Linked DNA regions of Sus scrofa: all the other regions are linked to region 3. The links are chromatin contacts, called in public Hi-C and targeted proximity ligation maps. All regions are on one chromosome and are shown on one strand. The core of a region is the stretch at or near the end of the contact, and the rest is flanking DNA. Distances in the headings are between cores, read along the strand shown.

The links. Hi-C and Micro-C count contacts between places; a contact is called where the count stands out from the background.
Region 1: a targeted proximity ligation map of alveolar macrophages shows a contact between it and region 3. A contact is called at or near these places in 1 of 47 Hi-C or Micro-C datasets (liver) and 1 of 2 datasets of targeted methods (alveolar macrophages).
Region 2: a Hi-C map of liver shows a contact between it and region 3, with 10 times the contacts expected there. A contact is called at or near these places in 1 of 47 Hi-C or Micro-C datasets (liver) and 1 of 2 datasets of targeted methods (alveolar macrophages).
Region 4: a targeted proximity ligation map of alveolar macrophages shows a contact between it and region 3. A contact is called at or near these places in 2 of 5 promoter capture datasets (both in liver), 6 of 47 Hi-C or Micro-C datasets (embryonic fibroblasts, fetal heart ventricle, liver and 1 more) and 1 of 2 datasets of targeted methods (alveolar macrophages).
Region 5: a targeted proximity ligation map of alveolar macrophages shows a contact between it and region 3. A contact is called at or near these places in 2 of 47 Hi-C or Micro-C datasets (both in liver) and 1 of 2 datasets of targeted methods (alveolar macrophages).
Region 6: a contact with region 3 is called in a Hi-C map of liver, with 6 times the contacts expected there. A contact is called at or near these places in 3 of 47 Hi-C or Micro-C datasets (epiblast stem cells and liver).
Region 7: a Hi-C map of liver shows a contact between it and region 3, with 14 times the contacts expected there. A contact is called at or near these places in 4 of 47 Hi-C or Micro-C datasets (fetal liver and liver).

Annotation. Positions count from the first base shown.
Region 1 is chr3:127,583,898-127,587,658 of Sscrofa11.1, forward strand. No RefSeq gene overlaps it. Among named protein-coding and RNA genes, the nearest start is that of ID2, 83 kb to the left of the region's middle.
Region 2 is chr3:127,475,684-127,479,154 of Sscrofa11.1, forward strand. KIDINS220 (kinase D-interacting substrate of 220 kDa) reads left to right here. Exons shown (of 30, transcript XM_021087893.1): 29 at 234-290; 30 at 1,456-2,063. The coding sequence ends at 284. Among named protein-coding and RNA genes, the nearest start is that of ID2, 26 kb to the right of the region's middle.
Region 3 is chr3:127,719,050-127,722,426 of Sscrofa11.1, forward strand. The region is part of intron 1 of LOC110260062 (a long non-coding RNA gene); the gene reads left to right. Among named protein-coding and RNA genes, the nearest start is that of ID2, 220 kb to the left of the region's middle.
Region 4 is chr3:127,501,398-127,505,204 of Sscrofa11.1, forward strand. ID2 (inhibitor of DNA binding 2, HLH protein) reads right to left here and starts at 1,810. Exons shown (of 3, transcript NM_001037965.1): 1 at 1,366-1,810; 2 at 924-987; 3 at 1-134. The coding sequence starts at 1,713. The coding sequence ends at 931. It overlaps LOC106509912 (a long non-coding RNA gene), which reads left to right and starts at 2,112. Exons shown (of 3, transcript XR_002342872.1): 1 at 2,112-2,852.
Region 5 is chr3:127,863,957-127,867,392 of Sscrofa11.1, forward strand. No RefSeq gene overlaps it. Among named protein-coding and RNA genes, the nearest start is that of ID2, 360 kb to the left of the region's middle.
Region 6 is chr3:127,889,018-127,892,452 of Sscrofa11.1, forward strand. No RefSeq gene overlaps it. Among named protein-coding and RNA genes, the nearest start is that of ID2, 390 kb to the left of the region's middle.
Region 7 is chr3:127,947,136-127,950,600 of Sscrofa11.1, forward strand. No RefSeq gene overlaps it. Among named protein-coding and RNA genes, the nearest start is that of ID2, 450 kb to the left of the region's middle.

The DNA of each region.
Region 1 (3,761 bases), core at 439-2,938, 140 kb before region 3:
GCAGGGATGTCCTTGCAGATCTTGGTGGCCGAGGGATTCTGGACAGCTTCCTCCCCAGCGTGGGGGATTCGAGCCAGTGGGGGACCAGGGCTGGCTCCTGGCAGGCGGTTCAAGGCCTTCAGACGCACAAACCCAGGTTGTCATAGGCTGCATGTGATTCCTTGGGCATACGCCCCCAGCCCCTCTCTGAGACCCATGGGGACGCGGGCACGACAGACCCTGCGGGCATCCATCAGTCCTGCTCTTAGCGCCTCAGCTTTGGGGCCTCCCGACGCCCACAAGGACGGAGCTGCTTCCTTACAGGTGGGGAACCCAGGCCTTTTGGCTCACGTCTCTGATTCCCAAGGTCACACAGCCGTGGCTGAGCTGGCCTTGATTTTGGTGGCCTGGTTGGGCGCTGGCAACCGTGGATCCTCCAAGGGTGAGGCCAGTTGGCCCCCTGCTCGCTCTCCCATCTCTGTCTCCCTTTGCATTTGAATTTCAGGAGACCTGATTCCTAATCCATCACGCAGCAATGGAAGGAACCAATCATCGAACTTTATGCTCACCTTGGGGATGATGGGAAACCTTCCCCCGCCTCCATCCCGCAGCTGCTGGATTTCTGGACGCTTGGGCTTACAGAGTCTTCCTGAAAAAGATGTTTTGAAAACATTGGCCGATAGGTTTCTTGCCATCTTCCTGGTGACAAAGGAGATCGTTTCCGTTATTCGTCGTCTTGGGGTTTCTAGATGTGCTCGCGTCCGCTTCGGGTTTGTGCCAAAGCCTGGCTGTTGCCAGGCATTCCCTCTCTGACAGGGAAGGGCCCAGGGTGGGTGGGCCGCCAGCAGCCTCCTTGCTGGCCCCACTGCGACTGCGTCTGGCCGTGTGGGAGGCTGGGCAGGAGAGAGGGTTTGAGGAGCAGACATCGTACGGGGAAGGAAGCTGCAGGACTGGACCCAGACGGCCGCAAGCTGCTCTCCTGTCGGTTTGTCCCGTTTGATCTCCCGGCAGCCTGGCCGCCGGGTACCCCTCTGCTTCCTGCTTTATACACGGGAGACCGAAGTCCTGCACCCAGTTAGTGTGCGGAGGTGGGATTTGAACCCGGTGCCCTCTGTCCACCTCGGGGAGGGCCAGCCTCATGGAGCAAGGAAGGCCCCTGGCCTCCCCCTCCTGGACACGCCGCCGCCCTCCCTCGCTCCGTGTTCTCAGGCTCTGCGGCTGCTACATCTGTGCCCGCGAAAGAGGTTCAGGAGTGACTGCATTTTGTTTTACGTGCCCCTCGACTTATTCCTTTTTTGGAAAAAATTAAAAAGTGAGAGTTGCTTGTAAAAATGTGAGTTTTCTTCCCTAAAACTATCCCTCTGAAGTCACACAGTGAACTTGGTGGGTGGCATTCCAGATTGTTCCTCGGCACATATGAACCTTTAAAGACATATGTGGGTATTTACACACACAGAGGACTTCTTATTTATTCGAAATGAGTACATATAAGCAGGGTTTGTAAAAGCCCAAGGTTGGAAATACCTGAAGTGGGATAACCTCAGGAGGGGTTCAGTTTAGATCTTTTGTGATACATCCATTCGGTAGACATATTGTTTGGCTGTTAGAAAGACGGCTCTCCATGCAGCAGCAAGAGCTCTTTACAATGTGCCATTAAATAAAGAAGTGAAAGAAGGATTGTCTGCGTGGTGTAGACACAACGTGCTTAATTTCCATAGCAACTTCACGTGGAAGCGGGGGCAGTACTGGCTGCCCGTCCAGACACAGCCCAGGCGCCCTGGGTGACTTTGATGGCAGTGTTGGTGGCCAGATGGCTCTGGCCAAGCTGCCTGTGACATTGGGATGCCTCCAGAGAGCCGTGGCCACCCCAGAGGAAGTTTCTGGCTGTGGAGTTCAGGGGAAGTCTTATGCTAAGTGCTCGGGCAAGGGGAGGGGCTGAAGGAGGGGGTGCTGGAGGACCCCAAATGTGAACTGAAGCCTTCCTGGAGGGCAGCGCCTCTGAACGGTTCACTCTATTTCTACACGGGCAGAAACTCAGGCCCAGAGAGGGGAAGGGACTGCCTGGAGGTCACACAGCAAGGCTGAGATGGGCTCAGTGACCTCCCCAGGGCCGCTCCGCTGTGCCTCTGGAGCCCGAGCCCCGGGGTAGGTCCTGGGGCTGCAGCCAGCTCCTCCAGCCTTCCTGGGAGCTGTGTTGTCTGTAGGGTCAACCTTCCTTTCCTCACCTTCTCCTTCCTGCCTGCAGCCCTCAGCTTGGTCTCTACGCCCCTGGGTCAGAGCCGAGCGACGTGGGGCAACCACCCTGGTGCCACCCACGCTCCTCAAAACCTTGTCTGTTTCCGGTGTGTGGTGTGTGCATGTGTGTATGGTGTGCGTGATGTGTGTGCATGTGTGGTATGTGTGGTGTCTGGGGTGCATGTACGTGCGCCATGTGCTGTGTACATTTCATGCACACGCATATGCATGTGCGTACATGTGTGCCATGAGTGTGCACGTGTGTCGTGCATGTGCGTGTTTGGGGAGGGAGATGGTGACTCAGCCACAGGAGGGTTTGAGCTGACCCCGGGGCAGGGGCATCTCTGGGGGAGGGGGGGCAGTCGTCCCAGCAGAGCCCCGGACTCAGAAAGCTCTCAGAAATCGGAAACCACTGTTTTCTTGCTGGCTGTTTGCCCTCATTAATTCAGGTAGCAATTACCCGTTCTGAATATTTGGCGCCTAATTAGTATTCCCTGTGGAGACGCAGACCGAGGAGAAACAGGAGGAATGCTTGGCTCTGACCTGATCTACTTTCTTGGTTTCCCAGGAGGGGACAAAGGACGAGGGAGACTGAAAGAGGGAGGGGACAGATGAGAGAAATGGCCTGGAATGTGCGCCTAGCTGCCCGGGTCTTTGCTCCAGGTCCACAGGGTGATAAAAATAACCCATCCAGTGTTGGTTTTGTTCTTGTTTTCATGACGTCTGGCCGGTTTGCCCTGTGGGTGCCGCCTGGAGGAGGGGCGGTTGCCTGATAATGCGGGCGGCGGTGTCACAGCAGAAGTTCAAGGCTGCTCACCCAGCTGGTGTCTCCTCATTCTGGAGCGGTGCCCTCTGAATGCACAGGTGACCGGGGTGCAGGGACAGGGGGTGGGGCGAGAGGTCAGGTGCTCACTGGGGGGCTGGGAGGCCGCCGGGCACACAGGCTGGAGAGGCAGCCGGGTGGCCTGTCTGCCTGGGCTCCGCTGTACGTGCATTTGGAGCGTGCTCCTACCTGTGGAGCCTCTCAGCCAACATCTGGCCCGGGATTTGCCTTGTTGCTCTTGAAGTTTTTGTTCCTGGGGGAGAGGTGTCAATGTCATGACCATTCACAGAAGCGCCTCTCCAGGGGGGCTCGGGGAGACGGAGGGTTTGTGATTCGAGCCTCAGCAACTTGCTGAACTGGAACACCCAACGGGCAGGAATGCGTTTTGGGGAGTAGTAAATAGCCAAGACAAACACATACCCCTGTATCTTTTCTGGGGACCGATACCCCTGTGTCTTTTCAAACCAGGGGGCGCTAGACACAGATCTGGGCGCAGTAGCCTAGCCCCCCCCCCGGAATTGGGGGAGGGGACGCCCCCCCCACACCTCCTGGGCTTGCTGCCCTGCAGGGACCCGCACAGGATGCTGGGGAGCAGACCCCGTGCTTGGTGTCTCTGAGGGCTGCTCTCCAGCCGCCTTGCATTTCAGACGAAAACTTCTGATGGGCTCGGAAGGACTCCAGGCTGCCCTCTCCCCAGCTGTGTTCTGGGGCCTGGTCTTGGCTG
Region 2 (3,471 bases), core at 323-2,822, 240 kb before region 3:
GTTGTGAGGCCCCCCCCCCCGCACCCCCTTCCCTACCTCAGAATTTTAAGCAAAGGCCGTAATTACACAAATAAATGGAACCATAGAAAGAAACTGATAGATACCCACGAGCCTGCGCTTGGATGATGTTGCAATGGCTCTTCACTTCGGAAAGGTTGAGAATCCTTGGTTGAGACCGATGAACTAGAAAGAGAATGTGAAATCTTACGTATTTTAAACCCTTTCATGCCTAGGAAGAAAATGCTGCCCTTGAGCTAGATAGATCTTCAGAGGATCCTGTTTAAAATAAGGTATGTAAAAAATATTAGTTTTCCAAGTCCATTCCTTTTACGCCGCTGTTCCAACAGTCCTCACCAATTAGAGAATGCATATTCTCACCGCTTTAAGAAACAGGTGGTAAAGGCTGACATGATTGCTAGAGGCCACCCACTCGGCCAGAGCTCCTTACAGAAAATTCTCAGTAAAGCACAGCCGTGGTCCACACGCAAGTCTGTGCAGGGTGGGGGGGCGGCGAGAGGGCTAAAAGGGCTTCCAGCCCTTGGAGCAGAAACCTCTGAAGCGGGCCTAGCTGGAGGCGTGATGGGCTCTTCCCTGGAGTTCCACTTACAGCCCTGCATTAAGAAAAGAATTTGTGGCGTTCCCGTCATGGCTCAGTGGTTAACGAATCTGACTGGGAACCATGAGGTTGCAGGTTCGATCCCTGGCTTCGCTCAGTGGGTTGGGGATCCAGCGTTGCCGTGAGCTGTGGTGTGGGTCACAGAGGTGGCTCGGATCCTGCGTTGCTGTGGCTCTGGTGTAGACCGGCAGCTACAGCTCCGATTAGACCCCTAGCCTGGGAACCTCCATATGCCACAGGAGTGGCTCTAGAAAAGGCAAAAGGACAAAATAATAATAATAATAAATAAAATAAAATACAAAATCTGTAAGAAGAAAAGTATTAGTTAAGGAAGCAGAACAGTTATTTCCAGGCTCTTCGTAGGATGACTCTAAAAGCCAATAAAAATAGCAGTGATTTGACCTAACTGGACTGAGGACCAACCCAAACTGGCCAAAAATGTGAATTATAATAATATTGTGCGGGAAAGGCAGGGACTGCGTTTAAACGCACAGACTGTTCTGACAGTGTCGGTGCAGGATGGCCGGTGGTCATTTGTTGACCAAGAATACACTTAGGTCTTCCGTTTCCGGGGTCACCAGGCTTCACGTGGTGTTATTTACATCGGGGGCTGTATATTACGACCCTATCTTAGTTTCGCCAGGATTTAACAAAACACACAACAGCATATCAAACAATGTTAGAACTTGAGTAAATACAGTTTTACCTTAAAAAAGAATATAGCACTACATGCTCCATATTATTCAAATTAAGGAGTTGTCTGAAATAAGGTCGTCTTGATTGCCCACTGTCATTTTTGAATTTTAATATATTTTACACTTACCTCATTTTCTTTCAAGGCAACAGGGCTCTAGACCTTAGTCCCCACCCATAGCCCACTCCTCGTGACAGTGGCCACCTCTCACAGTTGGCTTCCTCACCAAACATAAGGGGCAAAGAAGATACTACCTACCGGTCAGTAACCCCGCTATCCGGTCGATTGAAGACGATTGATCTGTTCACCTTTGCCTGTTTGCTCACTAAGCGTGGTTGTGAAACTTGAATTCATTTTAACAAAATGTTCCGTTTATGAAATTTTAGATAAAAGCCCAAATTGTATAGAAAAAGCATGTAAACAAACTCCATAACCTGACATTTCTTATCTTATAGCACCTTCTTGGTCAGACTGTCTAATGAAAAGTTAGATTGACGGAGTTCCCTTGGTGGCGCAGCGGGTTAAAGATCCGGCATTGTCACTGCTGTGGCGAGGGTCGTGGCTGTGGCCTAGGTTTAATCCCTGGCCCTAGAACTTCCACGTGCCTTGGGCACAGCCAAAAAAAAAAAAAAAAATTTAGATTGTTATTTTCAAAATTGTCATAGTTATCGATGCTTGCCCTTTTCAGCTTTGTTTCTGAGAATTTATAGAGTGCATATTGTTATCCTTAATGCAAATTAAAACTTTTATTTTTAAAGAATTGTTTTCTTTTTGAATTCTTTGTGGTTCCCCCCTCCCCCGGGATTTTTTACCTGAGTTCTTTTCTTCTCACTCTTTTTGTGTCTTGGGTTTTTGTTTCTGGTTTGTTTTGGTTGCCTTATATTCATCTCATTTTACTCCTTAGAGTGTTCGAATGGGAAGGACCCTCAGGAGAGCTTTTAGGCCCAATCCTGGCTTCAGGCAGCGGTGGGGGGTCAGGCAGTACTTAAGTGAGAGAACGCGGTGCACGCAGGTGCCACAGTTGAATTCTGTGCGTTTGCGCCGCCGTCCTCCACAGGCCCCAGTCTCTGCTGGCACCTTCCACCCACCTGCTAACTGGCCCCGAAAGCTTTTCCGTTTCTGACTCTGGGAATCGTTCAGTGCGTGCTGTCATGTTTTGTTAAAATCCCTCAGGGACGAATACCCACAGCCCACCTTGCTAAGTTCTCTCGCCTCAAAGTGCTGGCTCCATGCTCTACTTCATGGATGTATTTCAAAGCCCCCCCCCGTGCCTCAGGTCCTTTGCTTAGTGCTTCACGGAGATATTGCCTTATAAATATAATTACAGAATCACATGAAGTGGTTCAGTTCTGCACTTCACTTCAGGATATTGAACCTATTTCTGGTGTAGCTTAGCTGTGGCGAGCCTGTTTCCCTGAGCCCAGACCGAGCCCATTTTGACTTCCAGAAAATCTGACGTGAAGGTTTTCCCCTTTCTCTGGCGCAGCGTCTAGCAGGGTTTGTTACTGGCTTTCGCTGACCGCCCCTCAGGGCTGTCTCTCACTCCTCATCTCAGGTTGACCACTCTGACACGCTTGGACTGGAATACTCGTGTTATACTGGGATCCCATTCTCAGTATGCTGTGCATGCCTGGGCCATTGTGTGTTGATTAAAAAGCTCTTTATTAAGGTAGGCTGACCACTAACCGCAACCTCAAAATCTCATTGACTTAATACATTCGAAGTTTCTTTCTCATTCCTGTAACTGAACCTCAACGTTACCTAAGTTGGTAAATTTTCAGGGACCCACCCGCTTCCTCTGGTGGCTCCACCAGCCTCCGAGGCTGCAGAGTCCTCTCCTCTGCTCCCTCCTCTGTGTTCTGTTGATACATAGGGAGTTGAGAGGGTGGAGGACCACGCATAGGGATGAATTTTGTATCGTCCAGGCCCGGAAGTGGTGTCTGCCCATCCCATTGCCCTTCCTAAGTCACCTGGTCGTGCTGAACTGCAAGGGACCTGGGAATGCGGGGACCTGTATGCCCTGGAGGAAGAGCGAACATTCTGGTAGCACACAGGCATCTTCCCACCCAGGGCCTTGACACGGGTGGTCCATCCATGGCGGAGTCAAGGCTGCAACTCATCTGGCTTTCAACTTGAGCAGCAGAATTTTTTTTTTTTTTTT
Region 3 (3,377 bases), core at 327-2,826:
TTCAGATTTTTAGGCTGCTTTTATTGTGGGGGTGTCTGGCCTGGAAGAAAGATGTCTCAAACTACCTGACCTTGAAATCTCAGACAAGGACAATTCCCTGCCGGTTGGTTCTAAAGTTCTGAAGGAAGCCTTCAAGTCGCCAGCCCAAACGTTGCATATACCACTGTCACCTCTTTTTCAGCAGCACCTGTTTGCGGGTACAGATTATTTTTGCCGTGCAGAAATGCTTGGCCCCCTGCAGCCAGGCTTCACTTTTCTGGCTTATTTTTAAAGGGGAGAAACATGGACGTGCCCAGCGGGCAGTCACCTTGGGATCCTCTGGCTCCTCTCTCACTCGCGCGCCTCTTGCTAAATGCTTTCCTGTTTGCAGAAGCACGCTGGTGTGGCGAAAGAGTTTCATAAGAGCCCTGGCCTAGTTCTCTTACTGTTCTTCCCATATTTTATTGTCTGCTTTTGCAGATAAGAGATGCCTGGGTAATTTGGGCTGACACTACATCAGGAAGAGTCAAAGCACTAAGTCCAGAGAAAGGTTCTTTTTAGAAAGGTACATTTTGGCCTTTCTAATCTAGGCACATCTGGTCCTCTTTACCTGAGCGTTTAGTTCACAGGGACACCGTTCAGAGCCAGGGGACCGTGCTTGCTCATTTGCCTGGGCAGGACTGGTTCACACCGTCTCTGTTCTCAGGAATGTCCTGCTTTGGAAGTTCCCGTTGTGGCTCAGCAGGTTAAGAACCCGACGTAATGTCCATGAGGATGCGGGTTCGATTCCCTAGCCTTGCTCAGTGGGTTAAGAATCTGGCATTGCCTCAAGCTGCAGCACAGGCCGCAGATGCGGCTTGGATCTGACTTTGCTGCGAGTGTGGCGTAGGCTGGCAGTTGCAGCTTCGATTCAACCCCTAGCCCGGGAGCTTCCATATGCTGCAGGTGCAGCCGTAAAAATGAATGTTCTGCTTTGGACATAACCTGGGCACCACACTTAGTTTGTATACCCCGGTGCACCTCTGGTTCACGGATGTCTGAAACACTCTGGGTTTCTTCTGGTTTCTGAAGGGTGCTTTCACTCTGCCTCTTCCAAGATGCAGCTTTACAGCTCATCCTGTGTAGGAAAACAATCCTTTTGATTAAAAGTCAGTCATGGTATCACGCCCAAGGTTTTGTGGATCCCTGGCTCCTTTAGAAGAACAGACAAAATGTGTCAAATTGGACCTGATGCCCTTTGCCTGGTTTTCCAGGGCAAACTTAGAGTAGAAACATGTGCTTCCCCAATTTCTCAGGCTCCTGAAAGCTGATGCGGGGGTGGGGGCGGGGTGGGGTAAAAGCGACAGTCAGGCTGAGTGTGCACCCGACCAAAGGCTGCGTGGCACTTCCCTTGCCAAGAATGTTGCTGTGTGTCCCCCGCGCTCTGGTAGCACTGGTGCTCCAGCCTGCCGTCTGCTGCAGTTCTATAATGTCATTTCCCCAGATTCCTCCAGGAACGTTTCATCACAAAGGCCTGCTCTCGAAATGCCCCAGGGAGTTGTTCTGTCTCGATTTTCCCCTGCGCTTTTTATTGCTGGCGCTTAATGAACTTTTCTTGGCTGTTTCAACTGTCAGCGTTTAAAGTCCACTGGTGAATGCTGGTTGGCTTTCTCTGCGCTCAACTGGACTGTTCAGTGGCAATTATAGTTCTTAATCACCATGAGACATTTGAGGGAAAGGTGACCCTTCCAAAAGTCTGTCACTGAGGCAGCAGGAAGCGAGTTCTGGCAGAAGGGACCAGGGGGAGGAAAAGAAGGTTCGTCCCATTCTCCCAAGGCAGAACGCGGCACGCCCGGGACAGGCCTGGGGAAATAAAGCCAGAAGGAAAAAAAGAGAAGCCACACTGATTTCTCCCTTTGCTGGTGTTATTTATGCGACATAATTGGCATTTGATCCATTCACTCCTGGGTAAAGAAATCATTAATGGAATGCCTACTTCAGACCAGGCAGTGCCTAGGTTTTATGGCAGAGACATCCAGATAAGCATTGAATGATTCTAACTTCAAGGAACTCTGGGACTAGCGGGATGCGCAGCAGTCAAAGGACTTTTAGGGAAGAGTCTCTGAAAGGGGAGCTGGACCCAAAGGCCCGGAAGCTGGTGGTCCAGCAGGGAGCCAGCCAGACCGGGATGAGGGCCGGCAGAAGGTGCTCTTCCCGGGTGACATTCCAGGGACTCAGAAAGAGTTCAGAATGGCCAGAGGAACGTTCTGATGGGACCCTATGAAGGATCCATTCAGTCGCCCACTCATTCATTCATTCATTTATTCCAGTCGTTCATGGGGAGCCTGCTCCCTGCTAAGTATGTGGAGCCCATGTTTATGAAAATGAGAAAGTCAGGAGAGCCTAAGGGCCTCGTGTGCTGACAAAGTGCAGACATTACCCGGAGAGCCAGGGAGCGAGCGCCTTGGGGGCGCTGACCTGGCAGAAGGCTTTGATTAGCCGTGTGTGTTGGCTCTTGTGTGGGAGAAGTGGGAGGGGTGGGGAATCCAGGCTGAAGGCAGAGCGGATGGATGGGGGAGCAATAGTAAGTGAATGGTGGTGGGAGAGGGAAGGGAGTCCACCAGTGATGATGCTTTTATTGTCTATCAGGTCTGTTTCTCGGCTGGAAAGTGAAGGGCAAGTCTAGGATGACCATCCTGGGTAACTGCTGCCTGGGGGGGCCCTTTACCCGGCTCAGGGAGCTAAGAGAAAAGTTGCGGAAAGATGATGACTTCAGTTTTAGATGGGGCTGTCAAGTTTGTGGTGCTTGTCACTCTCGGAATGGGGAGAGGGTCAGAGGGGTGTCCACAAGCCCTTTGGCTGTACAGGGCCACCCATTAGGAAACAGATGAGCCTGGGAGACAGACTACGGGGTTATCAGCTTACAGATTATGATGAGGTCACAAGTGTGGGTGAAACCACATCGTAAGACAATAAAAACGAGTAATAACTAGAATTTACTATATAAAATAACTCACTCTGTGCTAAGTGTCCTGGGAAGCGCCAACCTATTTCATCTTCAGTAGAATCCTACAAGATACCATTTTTAACCATCCTCATTGACAGAGGAAGAATTTGAGGCAGAGAGCAGTTAAGTAGCTTGTGTAAGGTTGCACAGCATGTTAGTAAAATGTGGGGGACAGGTTGCAGTTTGGGGCAATTAGAGGAGAAACTTACATGCGAAGAGGTGCCCCCGGAAGGCTGAGGAGGAAGTGCAGGGGAGGAAGAAACACAGGGGGTTGTGCAAGCCTTTGGGGCAGGGTCACTCTCCCTTCACCCCGACTCTCTTGGCTTCCTGGTCTGCCGGCTGCCCCAGTAACTGCTGAAGGCTGATGCCCTCCTTGCGGGCATGGAGGCTAGAACTCCAAATACTCCCGTGT
Region 4 (3,807 bases), core at 560-3,059, 220 kb before region 3:
TTTAAAGGTCCATTTGACTTGTCCTCCTTGGGAAATGGTTGAAAAATAAGTTCAGCGCCTTAAAAGAGCCTGTGGATTTGTTGCTGTTGTTGTGCAAAGGGGGTGGGTGTGGGGGGGGGAAGAGTCATGAACACCTGCAAAAGATCGAGAGAGAAAGGACTGTTTAGGAGATTTTAACCTAAGGGCAGAGGCGGGCAGACTGGCGCCAGGAGGAAGCCGCAGTTTGAACATTTAACCAAACACTCAAACATTGGGCAAACCCTGGCGTCCACAGATGCAAGACACACACTCGGCCTCGACAGCGCAAATTAAACATTAAAATAGCAGAGACTCAGGCGAAAAACTTCCCAATGCAATCTCCTATTTGGATCTCCAGCGGCAGGGCTCATAGGCGCCAGTCTGCTTCTTGTAACAATTATTTGATTGAAAACAGCCCTTTAGTTAACAGATTGGGAAGTCGGAATCCCACATCACAGGGGCTGAGGCACAGGGCAGCAATGCTTGGCTAGCCTGGTCCCAGAGGGCTGGAGTTTTAGGGAGGGAGGATCCCGATGGAATTTGCGGTGATAAGATTAATTACACGGGGGTTAGTACCTCGTAGTACCAGAGCATGAGCAGAAAACAGCCCAGGCATGATACTGGCACATAAAACCGGGACACAGTTACACAGTTTCCTCTGCCACCTTCCATAGTTACTGGCATTTTTTTTTTTTTTTTTAAGGAAAATCTTCCGTGAATTTGAGTAACAGGAGCCAGATGCCTCTTCACATCTAGTACACGTAAACAATGTACTACGTGTTATACAACCAAGTACACATTCATCTACCAAACCCAACATTTTACAGATTCGCAAGTACACGCGCGCGCGCGCGCACACACCCCGAGTGCCGGTTCACCGACCGGTGGCACAAGCAAACACTCACCATTTATTCAGCCACAGAGCGCTTTGCTGTCACTTGACATTAACTCAGAAGGGAATTCAGAAGCCTACGAGAGAACGGGGATAAAAGGCTCGACGTTAGACAACTTCAGGAGAAAGAGCTTTTTTTTTTCTTTTTCCAAGTAGCCCATAGAACAGCAAGTTCCAGTAAAGACGTTTACGCTAATTGCAGACTCAAAGATTGATGCGTTAACCTCTCAGAACTAACCTATCAGCAATTTCCCGCATAACTCAATCTACAGCAGATTTGTAAAAAAAAACAAAAAAAAAAAACAAAAAAAACTAAAACTAATAACAATGAAGTTAATTAGCTCATTTGTGAGTCACCGACTGCGGCCGGCGGTCTCGACAATGGGTCGGCCAGTGGCAGCCCAGGCATCGCCCGGCTGCGCGGCCGCGAGCGGGGCACCAGGAGCAGGTCTTACCTGCAAGGACAGGATGCTGATGTCCGTATTTAGGGTGGTCAGCGGCGTCCTGGATGCCTGGCTCTGCCCGGGTCGCTGGTGGTGCAGGCTGACAATAGTGGGGTGCGAGTCCAGGGCGATCTGCAGGTCCAAGATGTAGTCGATGACGTGCTGCAGGATTTCCATCTTGCTCACCTTCTTGTTCTGAGGGATGCTGGGCACCAGCTCCTTGAGCTTGGAGTAGCAGTCGTTCATGTTGTACAGCAGGCTCATCGGGTCGTCCACCGGGGTTTTGCTCCGGGAGATGCCCAGGCTGTGGTCCGAAAGGCTGTTTTTCCTAACGGACCTCACTGGACTGAAGGCTTTCATGCTGACCGCAGGAAAGAAGAGACCGGGAGGAGGGAGCGGGCTGCCCCGGAGCTCAGGACGCCGCCGCTGCCGCCGCCGCCGCCGCCTGCAGAGCTTCCTACGCTCGGCACCAGGCTCGGCTCAGAACGAAGCAGGGAGCCCGGCCGGGCGGCTTTTATCAGCGCTCGCCGGGGCCACACGATCCGGCTGCCTTGCGTCCCCATTGGTGGAGGGCGGCGCGTCCATCAGGCCGGGCGGGCACCCCCATTGGCCGGCGCGGGCGCGGGGCGAGCGCTCGGTCCTTCCGCGTTCGCAGCCAATCCCCGCGGCGCGAGCCCAGCTGGGGTGGTAAATAGAGTACAGTAAGCGCCGGGCCGGAGGGGAGCGCAGGGGAAGGGGAGGGCTGGGGGGAGAGAAGCGGGTGGGGGTAGAGGAGGGGGTCGCGGACAGGGTGGGGGAGGGGGAGACCCCAGGAACCTCAATGTGCATCTTAATCCCCTGTTAATCCCAACGGCGAGGCCGGACTCTCTCCCTAAGGTGTCTCCCGAGGAAGCCTTCTACACCTCGGGGCTTTGAGCATCCCTAAAACCACAGCCACCGAGGCCAGGTCTGCGCAGCGGAGGGAAAGCCACCACGGTCCCCTGCGCCCCACGGAATGTCAGCAAGATAGAAAGCATTTCTGAAGAAAGTGAAAACGCACATAAGTTTGCCGTCGCCAAGTGACGTCTGTAGTGTGAGTTGGGTCTCTTAAGATAAGGAAAAGCTTTGTAAAAAACAAAACCAAAATCACCCACGCGCGCATTCAACGACAGGTTTAGTGTGGGATCGTGCAACTCGGAGCAACGCAGGAGGCGTTGTTGTAAACTCGGTGAAGTGAGTGCTTATTGGAACCTGTGCTGATCGCTGAGGAGCTCTGAGCGCAGGACGCTTTCTGGCTTCCTTTTCTAGAAGGAGGAAGGGCTATCTATGATAATGATCCTACGAAGCGGAAATCATTAGGAGAATTTGCGTATGGAAGCTGTATTTACGTACACTGCCTTCCGAGGCTGCCAGTCTGTCCTCTGCAGTGTAGGTGGCAAAGTAAGGTGATTAATTATGCACAAGTCGTGATTTCTGGTGTCACATTCCAGTCCTACTGTATTTTTAAAGCTTTGTGACAGGTAGGTGGCTCCAGCCAGTGGTGGATATCTTCACATTGTTGTTGTTGTTTTGTTGCTGTTGTTGTTGTTGTTCTTTAAATCTGTCATATACCAAGTTTGGACTCTTTTCAGCACTAGCCTTAGGGGCAGGTTCAGGTTGTTTCCTTCCCTCTTTTCCCCTATTAAATCTTGAAGAACTTATTCTGCCATCTACATTTTCTACAAAGCTTGGAGTTACTTGCTCAAATCCTTTTCAGTTAATTCACACATTAATTCTAGCTTAACTGAAGACCATGATAAATTAGTGTGTTGAAAACCATATTTCTCTAGAATACAATAAGCTAGAAAATCTGAGACAACATGATGTCTCTAAGTATCTTATGTTTTGTCTCAATCTCCTTTGCACTTGGCGGGGGGGGGGGGCAGAACTGGAGAAAAAGCAAAGTTTAATAATGGGGACACAGTATTTTTTCCATCAATTAATGATTAACTCTTCAGCTGGTGGCCCGAGGGTCTGGTCTCTGACACCAGTTGCCGCCATGCGCCTGCCTCAGGGCTTCTCTCCAGGGAGGAAGAGCTGGTGGCAACGAGGTGGGTGTCACTTTCAGAAAATCCAGCCGCTTTGGTTTTGGAGGATGGAAGTGGATGGTTCTCTGACCCGCAGAGAAATCTGCTCAGGGCCTGGCCGGGAAAATGAAGCCTGCAATTCTGTTCCTGACAGTATTCGATTAAAAACCTCTCCTCTGATAATAAGTCTGGAAATGATTTCATACCCGAGTCCCCCACAGTTCGAGCCTTTTGATGTACTTTGTGTGCATGTGTTTCTGTCACATACGTGCCACAGTGGAACAGATTTTGTTTTGACACTATTTTGGTTCATGATGTTATACTTTGACTATTTTACAATAATAGCCAATGTAAACAAACATCTTTGGGATTCTCAAATTATTACTTGTGATTCTTGGACATTGCAGCT
Region 5 (3,436 bases), core at 110-2,609, 140 kb after region 3:
ACCAAGATCTTTTTAAAATGCAGGTTCCTAAACTTCTGCAGAAATTGCAATTCACCAGGCCTGGGCCGGAACCCAGGAATCTGCATTTTATCAAGCTTCACAGGTGATCCTAATGCCCCAGGTTCTTCAGCCGGATTTGTAAACCCTTTCCCAGGGTCTCTGCGGGTGAGGACCGCCGGCTTCTCTGTCAGGTTAGGAAAACGCAGGGAAGAAGCTTTAGGTTATTTGACTGGATCACGGTGGTGGGAGAGTCTGGCACCTGGAGGCTGAGTCCATGGGGTCTTCACTCTTATGCACAGAAAGATCCCACAGGGCCTCCCTGATGTCTGGAGGTCTTTCTGCTATAGAATGATTAGGAGCTTCTAGGCAAATCCTAGAAATGGGAGTTTCATCGGGGAATGGTGGCAGGCAGTGGGAGCAGCCCTCTGGGGAGGGAGCTGGCAACTTAGTCAAGGTGACAGCCTGGGACTTCGGCCAGGGTTTTCACTGGTCATGCTGGTTGTAAGCTCTGTCCGCAGGCATAAGGGATATTATCTCTGTTTCTGTGCAGTGGTTTCCCTCTTTTATACCCAAACCTTAGGTGAAAGTCTGTTCTGCACGACGGCACCAGGCTAGGAGTATTCTGGGGAATTCAAGCCCTGGGTTCATGGTTATAAAGATGTGGCCGAGACAGCCTGTTGTTTCCTGGGGCTGCAGTTACAAAGACTCCCAAACTGGTGGCGTCAAACAGCAGAAACATATTTTCTCATGGCTCTGCAGACTCAAAGTCTCAAACCAAGGTGCTGGCAGAGCCACGATCCTTCTGGAACCTGCCGGAAGGTCCTGTCTGGCCTCGACCAGCCTCTGGGTGACATCTATGGTTTATAGCAGCGTCATTCCAATGGTCACCTCTGTCATCTCTGGCATTTCCCCTGTATGTCTGTGTCCAAACTTCCCTCTTCTTAAAAGGATATCTGTCCTTTTGGACCAGGGTACACCCTGATGATCTCATTTCAAGTTGAATCATCTGCAAAAACCCTATTTCCAAGGAAGGTCACATTTACAGGTGCCAGGGGTTGGGGTTTAAATGCCTCTCATTTTGGGGACATGGTTCGGCCCATAACAGATAGTCAGCTATGAGAGCGGGTCCTCTGCTTTCACTTACTCCCTCACAGACTCGTGAGCAGTATTTTGGAGAGGGGCTGAATTAATTGGGAGACATACCAGCAATGTGTGAGACCAAAGTTTGCATTATTTTCCCAGGCTGTTCCCGAGCAAGGTGACCCCAGATGAACTGGGGCTCACTCTGGTTACATATGTGTCATGCGTGGTGAGTGCCGAGCACTGTTTGTCAAGTGAATTACCTAACTGCCCTTGTCCTGTGGCCAAGTCTGCGTCACCATCACAGGATCCCAGTCTGCCTTGTGTCCGGCCAAGCTGAGCTGTCCATGCAGAGAGATACTTAATACATGTTCTCAATGTTTGGATAGTTAAATGGACTATCTGTGGGGCTCTTGGGTTTTCAGACAAAAAGATTACTATGTAAAGTCAGAGCCTCGTTCCTTCACCAACGCTTGGAAGAAAATAAGAAGTTCCCCTGGCTGGCAGATGCATGCCTTGGACATGGGTCACATTCTGATGTCTGTTTTTGATCATAAACACCTGGTCCTAGAAGCATCCGCAGTGTGTTTCATTTTTTGAGACCGGGATGGCAAATTTAAAATTCAAATTCTCGGGAACGGCAGAGAGAACGTAGCTATAAAAGTGTTTCAGGCCACCGTGTTTTAAATGAAGGTTAATTTTTTGATCAAATAGGAAATGAAGGAAAAATTATCTCCCTGCACACAAGCGTGGTTTGGAATACTATAGCTCAATTAGATGTTCTGATTGTGAAAACGATCAGCTTCGTGTCTTGTTAAACGTCTCCCTTTCACATTATGAAGCTTTTCTACATCAAGATGAGCGGGAGTATTAAGGGTACAACAGATAAAAGACTCATCTGAGCTCAAAGGAAAATGAGAACTTAAGAGAGTCCAGAACTGCGGGAGAACTTCCCAAACCCCCAAGGTGCATCTGATGTTATTAAAAAATTGTCCAGCATGGAAATTAGCTCCTCGACTCAGAGGAAAGAAAAGTTATTATTCTTTGCCTTTTCTCCCCACCGAGATATTGAATGCTTCTTACTTGATGGAGTCTTGCTTCATGCGTACAGAAATACACATCAAGCTTGTTAATCAGTCCTACACAATTGCTATTTACAAGATAGTTTTCTGGGACACAGAATGTTTACTCCTGACGGGCTGGGTTTTGGGGAAAGGGAAGCAGAATTTTCTGACTCTTCCTGCAAATCAAATTTGATACCCCATGTTTTAAACGTATATCATTCTTCTGACTCATTCTCATCTTTTTAAACAATGTTTTATTAAAGTATTGTTGCTTTCCAATGTTCCTTCGATTTCCGCTGTAAAGCAAAGTGACCCAGCCATAAACATATATATTAAAAGAGAACATATACATATATATATATGTTCTAAGTTTTTAAATTTAAAATTTTTAATTTTTATTTTTATTTTTTTTGCTTTTTTAGGGCCACACCCTTGACATATGGAAGTTCCCAGACTAGGGATTGACTCGGAGCTGCAGCTGCTGGTCTACACCACAGTCACAGCAACACAGGATCCGAGCCACGTCTGTGACCTACACAGAGGCTCATGGCAATGCTGGATCTTTAACCCACTGAGCAAGGCCAGGGACTGAACCACATTCTCATGGATAGTAGCCGGGATTGTTGCTGTTGGGCCATGACAGGAACTCACTACCATGTTTGCTGTTGTTGTTGTTTTTTATGTTCTAACCCAAGAGAATGTACACAGTTCCCTGTGCTGTACAGTAAGACCCCATTACTTATCCATTCTGAATACAGTAGTTTGTGTCTACCAACCCCAAACTCCCCTCCATCCCCCTCTCTCCCTCCTCTCCCCTGGCAAACACAAGTCTGCTTTCCAAGTCCATGATCTGCTTCTGTTTGGTAGATAGAATCATTTGTGCCATATTTTAGATTCCACATGTAAGTGGTATCATATGGTATTTGTCTCTTTCTGACATACTTCACTTAGTATGAGAACCTCTAGTTCCACCCATGTTGCTGCAAATGGTGTAATTTTGTCCTTTTTTATGGTTGAGTGGTATTCCACTGTACATATGCACCACATCTTCTTAATCTGTTTATCTGTCAGTGGACACTTGTGTTGTTTCCGTGTCTTGGCTGTTGGGAATAGTGCTTCAAGGAACATAGGGGTGCATGTGTCTTTTTCAAGGAAAGTTGTGTTTCCAGAACTGTATCCAGAACAAAGGGATGGGCAGTCACTTTGTGCTGAGTCTTTCCTGTTTCCAGCACTGGTGATAAAGGCTCTGATGTGGTAACACAGGCTTTATGGCACTGAGTGGAGTCTTTTCA
Region 6 (3,435 bases), core at 119-2,618, 170 kb after region 3:
GCCAAGGCCTTCATTGGAGAAAAGAGATGGAAGCACAAAACCACAGCGAATGAACTGGGCTCTTCCTGATGGGTCAGCGTGGGATCCTGGGTTTTGTCCACAGCCCCAAAGACAGACCAGTCTGGGGGTCATCATTTGGGAGCAAATGAGCCAACTCTGAGTGCAGAATCAGCCGTCAATGACCTGAAGCCACAGAGGGAGGGAAACAATGACACTGGACTCCAAGTAGCAGTGTACAATCGTACGGATTTTATGGTAGCCTTTCCAAGCAGCGTGGAGCGTACCGACCGTTGTTCTCACACATTATCTCATGTAAAACTCACGAGACCTCCTGAGAACAACGGCATTCCCATTGCCACTTTGGAACCAGGTTAGGGTGAAGGCCAGACTGTCACCTGGGCCATCTGAGCTCCCACATCACTCCCTTGGGTCCCCACACTTGCTGCTCTCCTCCTCCACTGGGTCAGGACCCTAGTTCTCAGTGCGGTGACTGTCCAACCTGTCCTTCCTGTGCATCCGTCCCCCGATGCTGCTCCGCCCAGGAGTCCAGCTCATTGAAACTGCACTGGCATCCTTGTCTGCTACGTGTCAAGGACCGAGTGGGAAGGTGAGTGGAAGCCACAGAGGGGCGCTGAGGTGTCCACTTCCTCAAGGAGTCAGTGGTCCCCACAGAGAAGTGGGAAACTGGTTCCAGGAGACGGACAGGGATGTGTCTGGGAAGAAACCATCCATGGATCTGTCCTTGACCCTTGATGAACAGGCAGAGTTTGAACAGAGGTGGAGGAGGGATGGAGTGAGAGGCGAGCATCCGGAGGAAGGAACAGTGAGTGACGCAGGGGGGTGGCACTGGCTCTGCGTGTTCCTGACCTGTCTGTTCCTTTTCTGTTGATTGGTGGTGGGAGTGGTTGGGGCTTATGCTCTGCCCCCTCATGAACACAAACTGCAAAATGCATGAGCAACATCACGGGGCCGACAGGTTCCTTGAATTACAGATATTTGGAGACCTTCTTTCCTCATGCTCTCAGCCCCTCCTCACCGGCCTAGCGTCTTCTGATCTTGGTTATAGAGCCCAGATGCGCTGCAACATCCCGCCCCCTCCACCTCCAGGTTTGGCTAGCTGTGGTTCTCCTGTGCTTCCTTCCAACCGGACTCATCCCTCCTCCTATGATTGTCAGCTAGATAGTCAGGGCGCAGTGGGGTCCGACAGGTTAACCGAGCAAACTTGTTTGGATGGAGATGGATAGTCCACCATGAGTTATGATTTTGGTGTCTTAATGGTGCTGTGTGCTGAGGTGGATTTGAAGGGAGCAGTAGGGCACAAAGCAGTGACCGTGAGTAAACACAGCAAAGCCAGACACGCCTGGCATTGGCCTCATACGGAACAGAGTGTCCAGCCTGGTTCTTTCACTTATTAAAGCCGGGACTGTGGGGAACTATTTCCTGCTTCAGGGAATCCTTGGGCGCAAAGTGCGCCCCCACAGCTCGACGAACAAGTCCCTTCCACATGGATCAGCTGTCGTCCAACTGTGTCAGCAGAGTCATGACGTCTTATTTCTGGATGTTTCCACTCTGTGACCTAAACCAGCATGTGAAGTGGGCTTCAATCTTCAGGAACATCTCAGGGTCTCCATGTCTGCGAGGCGGCTGTTGGCCCAGGACGACAGGTTAAATATAACCTCGGATGATGTCCTAAGAGCCTGGTGAAGAGGTAGCGTCTGCCAGCATGGCAGCCGTCGGCACCTCATCCGCCCGCCGTCCTGTCTGCCTTGCAGCCCTACAGTTGTGGCCAGAGGCCCAGTTGGCCTGAGCTCCTGCTGCTGTGGAGTGAGAAGGATGGGGGGCCTCTGAGCGGCCTTCTGGCTCTGGAACAGGGGGATTCTCCTGCACACAAGCCGGAGGGCAGACATCTGATCCCCGCAGCTCACATCTTCCATCATTCGGGCCCACAGGCCTGCTCCTCGTGGATGCGTTGTTGAAGTGCCAGCCAGTTCCAAGCAGCTGTGTGGCCCGACCTGCCCTGAGGGTTGGCGACACCAACCAGCTCCAGGGGCCGCTCCAGGGCTTGGACATAAGGTGAGTGGCAGAGCGGGAACCTGACCAGGTCCCCGGGCTCCTGGCCAGTGCTTGGCCAGGGGCTCGGTGGGGGCACTGCATTGCTGGCCAGTGTCTCAGGGTATCTCTGGGCTGAGGCTGCACACCTGGGGGCCCTGACTTCAGGTCTGGATTTCTAGTCACTGCCAGGCCTTCTGTGATGAGAGGGCACAAGACAGGCACAGGGGCAGCTTAACCTCCCCTGGGAGATAGTCTTGAACAAGCTCAGCTGATCGGAAAGAGACCCCTGTATCGCATTCAGGGCCAATATCAGTAACATAACACTCACCATCAACCCTGGGAAAAACAAGTGAAATACGCTTTTTTTCCTGAATCCTGAATGCTTTCTTTCTGAAAGTGATGCTTCTGGCTATTGCCTTTCATGGAGCCACCTGCTCACCACTCGGACCCACTGGACCCCTCCATCCTTCCCGCATTTGCTCACGTCTCGCAAAGCCAGGGGGTCCACGGCCCTGTGTTGGATGATCAAGTTGATGAAACGAACTCTACACGCTTTCTTCTGGTTATGGCCATTCACTGTGTCCTCTTGGTGTTCCTTCCGCTTTGCCACCTGACTTCATTCCACTCAGTAGACTGGCATTTACCGAAGGGCCCATGGGCAGGCACTTACCCAGCACGTGGCTTTGGAGATCAGGTCTTTTTGTGTTGTCTTAGTCCTGGTTCTACAGGCAGAGTCTAATTTCCCCGCAGGCACACCTTTCCATTTCTCTCCATCCCCCAAAGTACACAGCCATTAGGGGTCTTGTTAAAAATTCATGTTAGAGAGTTCCTGTTGTGGCTCATAGGAAACGAATCTGACTAGCATCCATAAGGACACAGGTTTGATCCCTGGCCTTTCTCAGTGGGTTAAGGATCCAGTGTTGCCGTGACCTGTGCTATATTAGGTTGCAGATGTGCTCGGATCTGGCATTGCTGTGGCTGTGGTGTAGACCAGCAGCTCTAGCTTCAATACGACCCCTAGCCTGGGAACTTCCATATGCCATGATTGCAGCCCTAAAAAAATAAAAAATTAAATAAAAATTTAAAAAAATTTCATGTTAGTATTTTCAAGATAATAACAAAAACAATTGCTGAACTAAAATAAAACCCCAGCAGTGATGCAGAAGTTATGAGAAGTTTGACCTAAAGACAATAAGCTTGATTTCTAGGGGGCCAGGGGCATAGCAGTCCCAGCTGCCACTGCGCACCACAGAGTCACTACCCTTGAGGATTTCAACAGTCTCTCTAGATACATAGTATTATTATCCCTGTTTAAAGATGAGGAACCTGAGTCCTGCTCAGTGTAACAAATGTACCAAGCTGCGGTGTGAGTTAGTGTGAGTT
Region 7 (3,465 bases), core at 741-3,240, 230 kb after region 3:
AATACTTTAAATATCCTAAAGCACATCGTTTTCAAGTCTCAGAATGATGGTGACCGCCTCTATTGGCAATCGCTTTAGGAAATAACCCTCCTGTCTGCTGCCTTCCTACCAAATCTCAGGATTCAGAGCAGCCCCCCTTGCCCAGAGTTGGGAGGACTCCTTCTCCAGCCCATGGCAGCTCTGTTGTGACAGCTGTCTTGCTGCATTATAAATACATATTTTACAGAACTCCTCCCTCCAAACGGGTTAGTGACCACCTTTATTTTCACGTTCCAAGTCCAGCATGCTAGTGACTGAGGCAGAGACAGTCCTCAGCAAATATTTATGGAACGAAGGAATGTGTGAGCCACAAAAATAATTGGGGGAAATAGCACCAAAATAAAGGGATAGCCTCTGAACAAATCTGTAAAAGAAGCAAGGATGCTTTAGTGATGTGACCGTGTTTGGGTTTGAAGACCTCTGCTTGCTTGCATGCAGCTTGGCCCAGCCCACCCCCCACCCCCGGCGGCCTCCCCCAAGCCCAGCATGGATTCAGGGCCCAGAGCAGAGCAGGCTCTGTGCCTTGAGGGTGAGATTCTGGAAGTCAGCTGAAGGCACTGCTGTTGGAGAGCTGTTGCAAAGGGCTCAAGTGTGGGCTCAGTGCTGAAAAGTGTATTTGCAAGGTGTTTACTGGCTGCCTGTTCCTCCAGATGCACGAGGATCTGCTGCTGCTCCATCTCCTTCTGAGAAAAAAATGATGGGGCGGGGTTGGGGGCAGGTCAGGGGGCAGGGGCTCTACTACTTCTCTGAGCCCGAGTTGGTGACAGCAGTCTTGTCTTATAATAACAGAACAAGAAGTGCTTTTCCACCTACTCGAGTTATTTCATTTGAATCAGCCCTTCCCTATAGGAAAGAACCTGTCGGAATTCCGTTCTTCCACCTCTGAAGGAGGTTCCCAAATTCCCGTATATCCTGGGTCCTAAGTCTTACACTGAGGCAGAGAGACCAGGTCTGTGAGCATCTTTTCTCCTGGGTGAATATTTTATGATTCTGAGGGGGCCAAAGTGACCTGCCCCAAAGAAGCACTGAGACTGCGTGCCAGCTCTCAACTGAGAAAGGGCCGTGGAAATCCACTAGTATGCAGGCCACTGGCTTTGACCCTGAGGTCAGTTTGGGGTCATTCTTGAATGCTGGGGTTTCTTGGAGAAATCTTGCTTTTCTTGGTCAATGTAAGCTCACAGCTACCATTAACTTTGTTCTTTCTTTCTTTCTTTTTTTTAAATTAAGGTGAAATTCCCATCACATAAAATTAGCCATTAACCATGTCAAAGTGTGGAATTCAGAGGCATTTAGTCCATTCACAATGTTGTGCAACCACCATCTCTCTCTAATTCTGGAACATTCTCATCACCCCAAAAGGAAGCCCTGTACCCATTAATCAGTCACTTCCCCAGCCCCTTGCCCCCCTGAAGACCACTATTACATGACTCTTAGCTTTTGCATCTTAATACAGTGAGTGTTAGAAACAATTTCTTGCAGTCCTTTTGTTTTACTTGAAAAAAATGTATCAAATACATTCTGTGCCAGGCACTGCGCTGAAGCCATAATATACTTCACTCATTTAATCCTGGAAGCAACACGATAAAAGTTACTCTCTTCCTTCCTACTTTACAGGGGAAGAGAAAGAGGCAGAGGGTAGTCTAGTGACATGGTGACAGTCACACAGCTTGAGGGGGCAGAGGCAGGGCAGAAGCGCGCTTGCTCTTACAGGCTTGAATCTCTGTGTTCTGTCCTGATGCTGTGCCAACCCCTACTCCGGGGGGCCCTGCCTCTTCCTGCGGCCACAGAACTACCTTCCTTTCCACTGACCACAGGAGCCGTTCAATTCTTGGCCTCCTTCTGATATCGTTCTGAGGCTTTGCGAGCTCTGGGCAACGGAAGAAAGATCCAGTGTTAACATCTGTGTGGTAATTTTCCATGACTATCTCAGATGGCCGAAGACATGACTGCTATTTTCTGGATCACGACATCTTTCAGGCTTCAGACTGACCCCTCTGGACAAACAGGGCTTAGGTAAGAGTCCAAACGCTTCACAACATTCTTTTGGAAGTTGAGCAAAGCTGGAAATTTTGTCAGTGAGAAACAACCCAAGTTCATGGCCAAACAGTAATGTGTTTGTTTAACCTTGGGGGGGGTATTTTTTTTAGTTATAAAGCTTGATGTCATTGTAACCCTTCCCCTGGCTGAAAAGGCCACACAAAACCTGGTGGGACCCCGGGCTGAAAATGTGAAAACATTCTGTGTGGGTGTGTGTCAATACACATCTCTTTAGTGTATTTTAATTTTACTGTAAATGTAGACACATGGGTCATGTGAATACATAGGCCTCATTCCTTTCAAATTTCATTGTGACAGGAGCTACTGTTTGTAGCTATTTCTCCGACATTAACAGTTTTCTTCTGGTAAAACAAAGGCAGCTTTGAAGACAATGTATAGAATCAGAGAAGCATCACCGTTGTGGGAGGGTTCGGATTGTGTCTGGTGGTTGTTTAGGAAGGATTCGGGGAGGGAGCATTTGGGCTGCATCCTGTCGTGTGGGGAGCTGGGGTCCCTGCGCGCTCGTGGACCCCACCCCTACCGGAGGCCCCCGGGGTGATAAAGGTGTCAGATGCGTTGGGCTCACGGGATGTGAATAATCCCGGAGCCCCTTGCATGTCGTACCTCCTGTGATCCTCACCACACGCCCATGGAGGGGGTGCTGTTATCACCCCCATCTTACAGAGGAGGAGACTGAGGCCCAGGGTGCCCAGGCCCACTGCCAGCACTTGGAACAAAGCTCTCCATCAGCTTCCTTCTGCTTCGATAAAACCAAGGAAATGAAGTCAGACTTTGCTGCTGGATCTTCTGTTCAGTCTCCACGGGCAGAGCTGGGAGGGTCCTAGGGGCTTCCATCCAGCCCTGGTACCTGTCGCCCAGGGTGGCCCCGGAGCCTTTGGAGGGCCTAGGCGGTCTGGCCCCAGAGACACAGGGCTTGGAGGAGCCTGTACAAACATTATCTTCTCTATGCGGTTGGTTTTCACCTTATGGAGAAATAGATGCTTTCCATCCTATCTGGCCTTCTCTTCTCCCGCTGTGATGACAAGCATGGACGTTGAATTCTATACTATCTCAAAGAAATGGAGCCTTGTACGTCCTCAGAGCACATGCGGTTTTAGTACAACGTGATGCGTGGCCTTTAAAGGAGAGCCTCAGGGTCAAGAGGTGGGCAGACGCATGGCTTGGGGTCCTCAGGGGTGAGGACCAGCGCTGGCCAGGAAAGTTCTCATCCTCACGTCTGCTGCCATTTTCAGCCCTGTGAGCTGGCCTTCTGCTCACGTCAGGGGTCTGCCACAAGAGGGTAAAGGAGAAGACATACAGAGGAGAAAGGCCAGTGAGAGAAACAGCCCAGGATTCCAGTGCCTCGCTTATGGCCAGTAGGACAGAAAT